Linked DNA regions of Mus musculus: region 2 is linked to region 1. A link is a contact called in public capture Hi-C data. All regions are on one chromosome and are shown on one strand. The core of a region is the stretch at or near the end of the contact, and the rest is flanking DNA. Distances in the headings are between cores, read along the strand shown.

The links. Capture Hi-C pulls out chosen DNA fragments and counts their contacts.
Region 2: a contact with region 1 is called in a capture Hi-C map of embryonic stem cells, with 2.4 times the contacts expected there. The contact joins the promoter of Ch25h here to the promoter of Lipm in region 1. A contact is called at or near these places in 3 of 39 promoter capture datasets (liver and pre-B cells) and 1 of 9 other capture datasets (embryonic stem cells).

The regions. Positions count from the first base shown.
Region 1 is chr19:34,096,757-34,103,663 of GRCm38.p6, forward strand. Lipm (lipase, family member M) reads left to right here and starts at 4,187. Exons shown (of 10, transcript NM_023903.1): 1 at 4,187-4,260; 2 at 4,347-4,560. The coding sequence starts at 4,414.
Region 2 is chr19:34,472,658-34,479,564 of GRCm38.p6, forward strand. It overlaps Ch25h (cholesterol 25-hydroxylase), which reads right to left and starts at 2,491. Exons shown (of 1, transcript NM_009890.2): 1 at 1,126-2,491. The coding sequence starts at 2,469. The coding sequence ends at 1,573.

The DNA of each region.
Region 1 (6,907 bases), core at 2,937-5,436:
AAGTGTGACTAAAACAGAGAACCCTAGAAGGGAGAATTTAACTATGAAACACCTATAATAAAACTCTTATAAAATAACTACGCAGCATAAGTACTCAGCATAAGCCAAAGGTTTGAATGTGCTAACTTGTAACAATATGACGATCAATAACCATGGTAAAGGAAAAGTTCAACCTGATCATTCTTTGAAACATGAAGATGAAACAGGCCAGTCACTCAAAAGGCAATCCACAAAGGCAAACGTTAAAATAAATTACAACATCATAGTCTGACTGTAATTTCATGAGAATGAACACAAAATCACCATGAGCTATCATCACCTTGATCCCATGAGACTGGCAAAAGTCAAAGAATTTTTCAAAATGTTAAGCTATGGAGGGAAGGTGGGTCATGGTCATGGTTCTACCACAGTCTCTTAGGATTTGACAGGCTCCTGCAGGATATAAACTGTGCATACTTTTTGTCCACTGTTCTGCATCTATAAAGCTGTCCTCTGACGATATCCTTACATACACACACACACACACACAATATATATATATATATTGTGTGTATATATATATATATATTGTGTGTGTGTGTGTATATTTATATGTATATATATATATATATATATATATATATATATATACATATCTCCTTGAAAATATACATCAAATTGTTAATGGAAATTAACTTCAGAGGGCAACTGTGAATTTCAATCTATGCACATCATGGTGGTCAAAGTTTTACACAAATAAGTATTGTATAACTTTTACTAAATTACATAAATTCACAGTATATATAAGTAGAGAAATAAAAGCAGGATGCTAAAGGGAAGGACTTCTGAAACCTGTGACTGTGACTTCAGTTCTAAGATACCGTGACTTAGGTCTAGTCTACAAATAAATTGGAAAGGTGACTCACTACCTCCATCTCCATACTGCAGGTTCTTTTAAGGAAAAAGTAGGGAGGGCAAGCCGTCATTCCAGTGCTGCAGGAACTGAGAAAAGAAAATGGGTAGCTCAAGGTCAACCCAGTCCACATGAGACCCTGTGTCAAAACAATAACAATGGCAGAAAAGCTAAAACAAAGAGAGGAGATAGAGAAAGGCAGTCTGTAAATCCTTCTGGATGTGGACTCCTGACTTAGCTGGTCACACTGATCCCATGGCATCTTTTACTGTCAGATGCTCTTTGTTTGGCTATGAAAGGTTGACCAAGTGGTTTGACCAAGATCACTGGCCTAAGACACAGGTCAGGGTAGGCAGTGGGAGCAGAAATCACAATTTAATCAACATATGGGGAAAAACATAATTGCTATTTCTTCATCAGAGATGTGCTAGTATCCCAGGCTGGTGGAGAAATACCGCTTTATCTTAGAAGCATTGGAACGAACAGCAAGAAAACAACCACTTGGCAACACAACCCTTAAAACCTGCATGAAGCAAAAAAAGATCGTTCTAAATCAGGCTCTACACAGGCTGTCCGATGAAACCATCACTGTAGCCCTAGGTGTTGGTACTATTACTGTTGCATCTTGCAAATGAGGACACTGAGGCTCAGGGGTCGTGGGAACATGTCCCAAAGCCACCTAGGTAGTAATCAATGACATTTGCTATATGACTTCATAACCTGTCTTAATTACTGTATGCTCAACAGTGTTTAAATAATAGTGTTTTTAAAAAGCTGGCCTATTAGAAGGAAGAGCTAAGCTAAGGTGCTAGGTACTGAAATGACTCCTGGATAATGCTAGGAGGTAGAGATTAAGCTGCCTGCTTCCTGGTGTGTGAAATGGGTTCTAATACTTCATCACTAGAACAAAGCCTATGAAAAATAATGGCATGCTAATTGATACAGCTGACGGGAGAATGGAGTCTCTTTGGGAACTATGCCTGCGCAGGCATTTCTGACAAAACAGGAGGAAGGTAAGCCGTGCCCGTTTGCCTGAATGCCCCAGAGTCTCCTATGAAATGTCCTGTGTTAACAGGTTGTGAGTGTGAATCAACACAAACACCTTAGTCATTTGATCCTGAAGTCATTCGGATTCAGGTGACACAAGAACACTGACCATGTGTCATTCAAATTCCTTCCATGTCAAAGTCCCAACTAGTTTCAACGTGACTTGTAGCAGCTAAATCACATTACTAAAAGTCAATCCAACACTAACACAAAGGCCTCTCTAGCATGAACTTAAATAGACAGGATGCTGGTTAGAGGACACTTTGAGGACTCACTAAGAAAACCAGAGGGTTGAAGTTTTGTTTTGTTCTGTTTTGTTTTTCAAACACGTATTACCACCATTCATCTCTAAAGAATTTTAGAAACATGTTCATCAAACATAGGAATTGGCCTAGCTGAATATATTGAAGTAAATATGTGTAGCTTGTATGTACTAAACACAATAAATACAAAATACATTGAGCATTATTCTGGAGTTTGAATCCAGAACCTGAAGAAATGACTTATGCTGTCTAACATGCATGAACCCCAGGTTCAATGTCTTCACAGCAGTGAGAAGCACAGCTTGAGTGAGGAAGGAGACATTAAAAGGGCTTTCCACGTGACTGTAATATTAAACAGTGGATTAAGATATTTGCTTTGGTGCTGAAGAGATGGCTCAGCGGTTAAGAGCACTGGCTGATCTTCTAGAGAACCCAGATTCTATTCCCAGCAACCACATGTCAACTTAAAACTGTTTGTCTGTAACTCCAGTTACAGGCTCTGACACCCTTAGACCGCAGACAAAACACCAAATGCACATGAAATTAAAAGTAAATAAATAAAATTGAAAAAAGATAATCTGCTTTTTAAGATTTTTTTATGTTTAAAAGTGTGTGTGTGTGTGTGTGTGTGTGTGTGCGCGCATATGTTCATAGGGACAGGTACTCACTAAGGCCAAAAGATGCCAAATCCCCTAGAGCTGGAGTAGGTGATTATAAGCCACTGGACCTGGGTACTGATAACTTAGCTTAGGGCCTCTATAAGAGCAGTATGTGCTCTTAACCATTGAGGCAAACCCCCAGTCCCAGTAGTTTTATTTCTTGCCTTGCCACAACCTAACTAGGTAATGCTGACAGGATCATTTAATTCTGAAATGAAAATGAAAGCTACCCCCAGCCCTGCTCCCCTCATTTGGGTATTACAGTATTTTAAAATCCTAAACTATCAGCAGTGGGAGGCTCAGTCTCTTCTGAGAGCTCATTTTTGCATAACTTTAGAGTAAAGCTCAGTCTCCCTGAATTCGAAGAGGGGCTTTGTGTAGGTAGTCCTTCCTTCTGGCTTTTTCTAATTGGGTCAATTCACTCCTCTGTAACTCAATAGCAATCAATAATATTGTGAATGAGTGCTCAGCCAAGCCCAGATAAAGACACAGGCTTGCCTCTTCACACCTACCCAGCCAGCAAGGATGGGGATGGCTGAGTCACTCAGGAAGATACATTCCCAGAGACTCACCTTTCCAGCTTTGATTTGGCTTCTTCACCCACCACATTCTCCAAGTCTGCAAGTGGGTGTAGCTGCTGTTAGTGCTGAAGAATTGACGTAGCAGTAGAAAAATTATCTCGTTTTTATTATTATTAACTTGGAAGCACAGTCTTTACTTAAAATAATGAACTTCTTTCTTGCTGATTAACAGGAGGTCAAAGAGCCACTTGCATTGCCTCACTGTCTGCTGAACTGGGACATTTAGTTCATTAAAACAACTAGGCTACCACTCATTATTTGGGTTACTTCTGGTGATTTAATTACTAGGTATCACAGTTAACAATTAACTATTAGCTACAAACCAAATTTAAAATTTGGTATGTACGGATTGAGCTAGAGAAACAAGATAAACCTAGATTGCTTTCTTACAATTTTTTTTTTCTAATCCAGCACTAAGAATGGGGAATTTTCTTAAAACTTTTGACACTCCACATAAAAGTAATTAACACTGAATTTGATCTTCAGCCACAGAACAGAGATGATGGAAGCCATCACATGTAACTATGGAACCGCCAGTGTATTCTGCATGTTCCACCTCTTGCTATTTAATCGAAGAAAGATGAGAACTAAGCATAAGGGGGCTGTGCTTTTTATGGCCTCTACATGGTGACGGGGAACAGGAGTTTGTGGGCTATACTAACATGCATGAAACTCCCATTGCAACAAAGAAAGTTGGACACACCTAGCAGTGGAAGGATTGGTGTTTACAAGATGAATGAGGGAGGAGCAGGAGGAGCTAGGCAGCATTGTGACATTCTAAGCAATGTTTGCAGCCTACACCGTGTTCTTTCATTCCTGTAAGTAAACCTGTTTAATCTGCTTCAGATATATATATATTTTTTTTGCCACTGAAAACCCCACTAAAGATGTTTTAAACCGACAGGTTCTTCTTCTGACTCTAGATGTAGTTGTTACATCCTTAGCAACAAAGCAAATGCCGATGTTGGACCATGTCAGAAATCTTGTCAAGAGTGTGGACTGTTTCGCACAGAGTGGAGATATGGCTTCTGATTCTGGTAGCGTATTTACTCCAAAGAAATGTGAACTCGGGACATTTGCCCACGAAAGCTGCGGATCCAGAAGCATTCATGAATGTTGTAAGTTGGGGATTTCCATGTTTCGGGGAAGTGAGGGCTGTATTAACCTTTGCATTTGTGAAGTGACTGCATGCTGTGTTTTATATACTGAGATGCTTCATGCTAGAACATGCTAGGATAGTATGATGCCAACAACAACACACTGGAGGGAAGCTAAACTGGTTGTCAGTAGATTTCGGGGGGGGGCTGGGGGGACCTCCCCAATCAAATTCAGTTGTTTTGGGTGAATGGCTTAATCTCTTTAGGCTTCAAGAACAATTTAACTCTTCGTTGAACCTTCAGACAAGGAAGTACTTGAAAGCTTTGGGGCCTGTCATAAACCCTGATGATTTTCATTTTGTCTTTTTTATTTTCTTGCTTTGTTCTCTTTGGTAAAAAGCATCACTCCTATGCTCTTGCCATGAGAGCATATACTTCTAGTAGCTCCTGCTCTTATCCTTCTTGGGATGCTGTCAAATAGCAAGGAGAGGTCTGTTTGTGCGAGAGAAGGCGTGTGAGAAAGACTAAGGGTGACACACCTCTTCAGACGTCTTCTGGGGGAATTTTTGTGTTTACTCTCAAACCCCGATTTAAGTTTCAGTTCATGACCACAGTACAGTACCATTTATTCCATAGTAGGCATCGTAATAAAATGTAGTAGAGATACAATTTCCTTTTCGTTGCTCCATCCTGGCGATGTGACTATCTATACTCTTCACATCAAGGCATTGAAATTAAAGAAGCATCTAAACTGGTTAAACAAGCCCCACCACTCTGCTTGGTAGACCTACAATTTAAATTCAGGCCCGCCTAAGCACATGCCTGTAATTATAGCCGCTGTGCAAGAAACCCCACCGGATGACAGGGTGGAGAATCGACTTCCAAATGAGTGACATGATTGTGTTGGACATTCTGCAGTCTCACCTAATATCTCCATCAAAAGAGAAAACAGGTTTTGGTGACTGGAGACCCTTTTTATATTAACTTTTTCCTCTAGGATTTTTTTGCATGGTTTCTAAAACAACAGCTTGTGAAAAATGATTTTTTTTCTGAATCTCTATAGTACTATCAGACTTCCTCTACCATTCTGATGGCTGGCATGGCCTCTAAGACTTTCAGACTGTGGAAATGTCCTGAGTCTACAGAATGCAAATATCTACAGTTTATGGAGGTTTCTTTGACCTGTTCAATGTTTAGTTGATGCTTGTCCTCCTGGTACACTATTGCAGATCCTCAGGAGTCCTGAATGTTCCACACAGATTTCTCAAGTTTTAGGGTACATGAAGTTCGTTTGGCCAAGATTGCTTTCCTAGACCAGTCACAGCACCTGTCCAGCACCTCCAGGCTGTCGGAATTTCTGGAAGGTGCTGGACTCCAGCACTGCAGGTGCCTGAAGTCACTCTATTCACCATGGCCACAGAGAAATCTCAGAAAATCAAAAGCTGGCAACCCAGCACAAAAGACAAACTTTCAATTACTTACCACAGGGCTAAGAGCAAAGGCAAGAAAAACATGAAAAGAGGGGAAACTAATCCAGAATGTAGGAAAATATTTTGTAGCCTGTAGTCAGAAGAATAAATAGGAGGTAGGAAGAGGGTGGTTGACAAAGAGGTCAGCGTGTTGAGGACGTGGGACAGCTGAGAGCATGTCATGTTCAAGATGAAAATAGGTTACAGTTCAGTTGACCTTTAAAAGTTCATACTTGTATTACAATAGCAGTATATAGCCCTTGTAGGAAACCTAAGAACTTCAAATGCCAATAATGTTTATTAATACATTAATACACTGAGCTAACCACCAACATCTTTTTCATGTCCTGCCATTTTCTTCTGAATCTTTCTGTTTTCTAAGAGAAGACTAAGGAGCACCATACACAATTTCCTATTTTCTAATACTTTCTACTAACACGATGTATCACAAAGAATGTCCCAATATTTTAAACAGCTTCCAAGAACATTATTCAACTTTCTGTATCACGTTCTATTTTTTGGTGTGCATGTTTATCCCAGGTTAGACCATCTAGGGAGCAGATATACTTTAAAGCATAATTCATATGCAAGGAGTATATTAAGAATCCTTGTGGCTAGGTATGGAGGTATATACCATATAATCACTATATGTAACATATGTCACATACATACCAATGTTTTCAAAAATGATCAATAACAAAGGGTAAACTTTTATTTCAAAGCAGGGTCCTTTGGCCATCCTAGAACTACTTCTGTAAGATCAGGCTGACCTCAAACTCATAGAGATTACCTGCCTCTGCCTCTGCAGAGCTGGAATTAAAGGTGTGTGCTATCACTGTTGGGCTAACCTTTCTTAAAGTATTGTTTTAATGTACATAACTGATTTTTTTCCTCCAGGT
Region 2 (6,907 bases), core at 1,241-3,740, 370 kb after region 1:
TCTTCTGCTTTCTGGGAAGTTCATGTTTTTATAAATAAGATCTTTCTGTCCCAGTCTGATACAGTTGCAGACAAGGGATGTGGTAACTTCAGTTCAGGAGCCAGGAAAACACCTCTGAGCATACCTGACACAATCAGCAGACACCAGATACCACAGCAGCTGGGTAACGGGAAAGATTTAAGATAGTTCCCAGGAATCCCTTTAACAGACAATGGAGAACAGATCTTTAGATGCTTTTTAAAAACTCCTTAATAAGAACATTTAGGTTCATATATGCTGAGCCCACAATGCTATGCAAATCTGTAACCTTGACTTCTGACATCTTCCTTTTTAACGTTAGCCTTTGGGATCAATACTCTCAATTTATCATTAAAGTAACTAAGCTGCAGTTACATGAGACATTTGATGGCAACATCTGCCTAGCCAATAATTTCTATTACTGAGCAGCCCAGCTGTCCCTTCCTTTTGTCTTGATATTAATTTTCACCTCCTCCTTTTCATACTATTTTCATACTATCTCCTTTTGCAGAAGACAAAACGGGAAGTCTAAGACTGAAAGTTACTCTCACCCTCTGTTAAGAAGAGGCTATATGCTTGGCATGTGTGTCTTCATTAAGAAAATAAACTATAGGAAAACTCCAGGCTGCAGGGGCAGCCTTTTAAGGGTCAGTTGTGCTAGCCAAGAATAGACTCTACCTTAAAATGGAGCTTAGTTTATCAGCTTCCCTAATGCACTAACTTGGCTTATCAAGGCGTTACTCTGATTCTAAGTTACCCTACGCATAGCACTCCAACAATACAGAAGAGACTGGTCTTAATCCCCTAGAAAAGTAACCTACAGAGCAAGTTTTTCACGTGCTTCTTATGTCAAAACCAGACAAAAAGCAGTGTGAATAAGCAGTCAGCTAGCCCCTAGCCTTCTTCCCAAAGTTACTCCCTAGCCCCCCTGCCCAATACCTGACACCAAATTGCTCTTGCCATGGCAAGACTGGTAGATGCTTCAAAGAACACTGAGAAGCCACAGACACACACACACACACACACACACACACACACACACACACACACACACTTCCTTTTTAGTTTTTTTTTTAATTCATCAGGCCCACCAGGAGCTAATGCTTGTTTAGTTCATGTTCTTTTTATTTTTAAAATACAAATAAAACTTTTTTCAATATAAATATATCATTTCATTCAAAAGTAGAAAAAATATACTATAACCTTGGTCACTGCCCAGCAGGAACAAATTTGATTATTTAAAGAGTCAGAAATCAGGTCTTCTCTCAACATGTGAGGTTAGAGCCCAGTTCCAGTGCGATTTCATACATAGGAAAGTCTTGGTTCTAGAAACAAATCATTTCAGAGATCATAATGATTCAAATACACCACGCTGAATGTCTACCTTGTGTCCTGGAGTCAATGACACTGGGATAAGTTGAAATTTAACACCAAGACCACAATTAAATTCACATAGAAACATTATATAAATTACTTTGTCAGGCTGCAGAAACAACATTAGATTTTATAGCAGTGTGCATCACTTTAAAAGTTACAAACTTCTAATAAAGTAACTCAAGTCTGTTTCTTCTTCTGGATCAAGTGTACAGCGCATCGCTCTCTGGAGTTCACGCAGCGCTCACCGCAGGCGCAAAGGCTCTCTGGCAGGGGCGCGGACCGCAGAGTGCCCAGCATTTTGTCCCAGTGTGTGAAGTAAGGAGCAAAATTGCAGTTAAACTGAGAGTGATGCATGTCGTGGTGAGCCACGCCCCCGTACCAGCCAAAGGGCACAAGTCTGTGAGTGGACCACGGGAAGTCATAGCCCGAGTGGTCCTCCACCGACAGCCAGATGTTAATCACGTGAAAGGTAAAGATGGTGAGTGGGTGACACCGAAGCACCGCGACGTTCAGCACGTCGAAGAAGGTCAGCGAAAGCAGCTCCCAGAAGCTCATGTATTGGGTCGCCAGCGCGAAGGAGGACGAGTTCTGGTGATGCACCTTGTGGAAGGTGCGGTACAGCCAGGGCACCTTATGGTGCAGCAGGTGCCACGCGAAGATCTCGGTGTCGAAGAGCAGCAGGCAGATCAGGACGTGACTTAGGAGCTGGACGAGCTCAGGGGCCTCCTGGGGGAGGAGCGCCGGGCTGCGCACCCAGTGCAGCAGCGTCACCGGGAACACGAACACCAGGTGCTGGTAGAGTGTCAGCCCCAGGCAAGGCAGAAGCTGCTTTACGGAAGGCGAGAAGTCCGGGTGGATCTTGTAGCGTCGCAGGATGGGGACCCAGGGATACAGGACGTCCAGCACCACGAACGGTAGGCAGAAGCCCACGTAAGTGATGATAGAAAAGGTGACTGGGAAGATGGGTGAGCGCGTGAACGCCTCCCTTGTCCTTATGGTGTCCCAGAGGGGCTGCAGGAGCAGCTGGCTGGAACAGCCCAGGTCTTGGAGCTCCGAACCGTTGTAGCAGCCCATGCTGAGACTATGTCCCACAATTGTGGTCTCCCCAGCCCCGCCGACTTTTCTTAAGACTGTGGCCACTCCCCCCAGTGACGTCACCCTTCCGTCTCCTTCCCACCTCCCTTTCCCTGCTAAAGAATTTTGCTTAAATAACCCGAATTTTGTTCCTGTCTATGTCCTGGTTTATAGCTGCATCAAATCTCCCCTTCACGCAAGCAGCGGCCCTTAAAGCCCTTTCCCAGACGTAAAGAACTGTTTGCTTGCCTTTCAGCTGATGTACTAATGACACAGGAGAGAGCGATTCTGCCTTGGGACAGTTCACCCGCCATCACCGCTAAAAACTAATGAGTTCTTCGCTCTCAGAAGGCGCTGTTTCTCAACCAAAGCAGAATTCCCTGGGTTTTAAAATATCTGTTTTTGACTGTTTAAAGACTTATTCTACACCTTGGGGGACTCTGAGTGTGCGTACCTCACGCCACAGTGCTGGTACTGGGTCCGTTGCAGACAGGGATTGAGTCCTGTAGGAGAGGGAACCTGGCATCCTCCAAAAAAGAGCAGTCAGGCTCGCAGCCTTTTGGCGCGGACGACTCTCCCGCTCTGGTGCCCTTAAAGCCCGCGGTGTCAAGAGCAGAGATCAGATCCTGCAAGACAGCGGTCAAGAGGGCAGCACTGCCAGCCTTTGCTCTGGGTTGGAGAACGGAGGCTTAACACCCGTAAAGGCTCACTCGATTGGGCCAAACCGCAAAGGCCAGTGGAGAAGAAGATCTGAGCAATCTCATAGCCTCCCGGAACATGTCTCATCTCCCCTGCCATTTCCTTAGAGGTCCCTCAGGCTCCGACTTTTACCAACCCTCAGTTGTTCCCTACTCCTCAACTCCTGGATACCCTTTCAGACACTGGGACTGATCGTCCAGGGACTGAGCACAGGAGGTCAGTACTATATCCAAGGAGAGTGCCCTAGAGAGTGGAGCACAGAAATCAGCCCCGGGTAGCGGATACACGGCACAGAAGATCCCAGAGGAAAGCCAGGGGCCATTCTCCCAGGGTTTCCTTCTTGAATTTGTGTCTTTACAGCTGCTTTTCTCTGCTGGAAGCTAACATAGTCTTATACAAGCTTGTGTTTCTTGTGTTATTTTCCAAAGAAAACAGGGATTGTAGCTCTAGGAGCCTGCTGCCAGTCCCCCCTGGGGGGGGGGAGGGGGAGGGGATGGACTGTAACTTTTGCCTGCACAAGACTGTTACTTGTGATTCACACTCATCAAGAACTGGCTCCCACATTTGTCAGGAAGTACCCCATAACTGTGGCTTCACAGCTCTCTATCTAAGGCCTCAGCACATACCAAAGGAAATAAGGCACACAATCACTTTAACTTTGTATTTCACAGGTAACCACTAAGATATTTGGAATTAAATGCAAATAGTTAAGGTTTTTTTTAACATGAAGAAAAGATAAAAGGATATAAAAAACAAACACATATGGTAAAAATATGGTACAATAAATGGGTCCAACATATACCCAGGGTGTGTGTGTGTGTGTGTGTGTGTGTGTGTGTGTGTGTGTGTGTTATAATAAACAGGTTCATTTTATAGAGAGAAAACATACATACACAATAGGTAAGTTCATGATTCAGGCTCTTCCCATTTGGTAGATGTTCCAGAGTTATCACTGTTAGAGGAGGTGCACGCTCTTCATTCATTCTCTAGGGCCTCTAAACTGTAGCTGTGAACTGTATAGCAGCCTCAGAAAAAAATAAAAATAAAAACAATTTTATAAGACTCATTACAGCCATTATGGAAACCAGCGTGGGGTTGTCTCAAAATAAAACTAGCATATAGCCCAGCTATGCACTCCTGGCCATAAACTAAAGGACTCCACATCCTATTGATGTACAAGACTACACCAAAGAGCTAGAATGGGCATGAAAAGGGATTTGTATAGGAAACACGAAGTCACTCAAGTGGAATTTAGCTAAAGGCGTGCTTGCTGCCTTCAAAATACCCCAAAGATAGTCTGCTAACCAGACCTGCTAGAGATGAGGGACGTTTAGGATGCTGTAATATAAACGTTTACTCACTAGGACCGACCAGCCATTAGTCTCTGATTCCCATGCTAAAGGAGAAAGCTGGCTGACTCATGCCCAGCCATTAAGCAGTGATTCCCATTGCAAAGGCATACTTCTGAAAGGACAGCTCATTCATGGTGGGTAGTGTCAGGATACAGCTACCATGAAGTGTTGGTCTGCCATCAAGTCCCCTATGCTCTTATCAGGAAAAGCATAGTTCTGTCAGGTGCACAAGATGACTCGTGGTAACAGCCATTTGAAAAAGAACAATACTGATGTACTTAAAATAATTCTGAAAATATATAATACCTTTGCTGTGTAAATTTCCCTGTCTCCTAAGCAGCCAGACTTTGTAGTCTCCTGTCTGTGTTTAAGTGTAACCTGGGGCCAGACTTGAAAGAGATTTAAGTATGGCAGTGTATATAAAATGCATATGCCTATATATGTATATATACGCTAACAAAATATTCTATGGGAGCCTGGCTCTTGCTTGGGTGTTAGTCCAGTCAGACAAGTCAAGTGCTATCAAAGTTATTCCTTCATTTCTAAGTATATGGAGTGATTTCTCACCTGGAAGGTACATTCTTTCTCCTAACACTACCACAGAGATGCCTGTCTGTCCATGGTCATTGCTGCCCTGTTCACAACAGCACAGAAATGAGACGCCCCTGGATGCCTATCAACAGATGAATTTATGACGAAGATGCAATATGAACCCATGATGGATTCAGGTGTAAAGGAGAATTAAAATTTGGAATTGGCCTGGAAAGTGTAACATTAGACAAATCGATACCAACTCAAAAGAACATGTTTTTTTCACTCATATATATGTCCTACTTTGTAATGTGTATGTGCATAAATGGGGGTAAATGGAAGTAACGCTTAGAAACCTAGAAAAGAGGCCAAAAGAGGGTTAAAAAAGAGGTGCTGGAGGGGTGGAGGGCAAAGGGACATGTGTGACGTTAAAAACAGAAAAGAGACCAGGGAGAGTTACAGGGAGACTAGGGGAGGTAAAGAAATGGCAGAGATGAGAAGAGAAAGAGAAGACTTTGTCAGAAATCATTACCATAATATCTAATGTCTGGTATGCTAATATTAAAAAAAAGACTATAAACTCACTAAAGTCCTCAAAAAAGAAGAAGAAGAAGAAGAAGAAGAAGAAGAAGAAGAAGAAGAAGAAGAAGAAGAAGAAGAAGAAGAAGAAGAAGAAGAAGAAGAAGAAGAAGAAGAAGAAGAAGAAGAAGAAGAAGGGGAGAAAGGAAGGAAGGAGGAGAAAGTGAAAAGAAGAGAGAGACAGAGAGACAGAGCGACAGAAAGGTTCCAACATGCCATAGGAACATTGTGACTCTCTGCTGGTGTATCTGTCATTGCTGAAACAGGAGTAAGAAGTAGCCTTGAGCTTCTTGATGGGCAATGCACAAAAGGAAAGAAGACAGATTTTTCTTATGCTTCCTGGATGGCTAACAGAAGCAAAATGGGAGGCGGAGGGGTGTGGGGGTGGGGAGAGATGCAGGTCTCTGGCCTCCCTATGGATTGATTTCTTCCAGTATGATAATAACAGACTCCTTAATTCCTCTTACAAGTTACAAGCCCATGCTGTTTCCACTCACACTGTTAGGGCAACTTTCTTCTTTCTCATCCCCAGGGAATGTGGTCCTTTGATGCACATCTCAGAGAAGAGAGGAAGGTTTGGGATTTGTTCACTTAAAGGGGAAAAGAAAAAAGAACTTCAATGTGGGCCACTCAAGGTTCCAATGGGAACACCAGAGCTCAGGAGCTCAGGAACTCACAATCAGGGTTACAAATGTGTCATGACAGTTACAAATAGGTTGTACTCAGCAGACTTACCTGGGTTTCTGTGAGGCACACGTTGTTCTTTGCTTCTGCCCTGTTTTTCATGCCTGGATGTGTTAGATCTGCTTGAACCCTATAAAAGATAGGTGGTGTTGCTTGATTTACATTTAACTCTTATCTGTGCTGACAAGACTTTGTGGTGCCGACTCATGTTCTTGCTGTTTCAGTGGTTCTGTCCTCTACTACTGTATATTTATCTCTCCGTGCTTAGGACATCAAACCTGTGAAGCAAAGCCTGGAGCCAGGCCTGCAGGATGCCCTGTTCCCATGCCCCTGCTCCTCAAGACACGTTGAAGAACAGCTGCCCTCCTCCAGTCCCTGCCCATGAAGTTCACGGGACGGACATCGTGCCCAACATAGAGATGCAACCATCTCAAGGAGTTAAGTGGTTACAGACATCACAGCCTGATGCTAGAGAAGCAGGCATAATACTCCAGATGACTAAACAACGTTTAATAAGCCAAAACAAAGTAGAGCCATGTGCTAAAGAGAAGCGGTTCCTTGAATTTGCCAAGCCTAAGGGAGTTTCTGCAGAC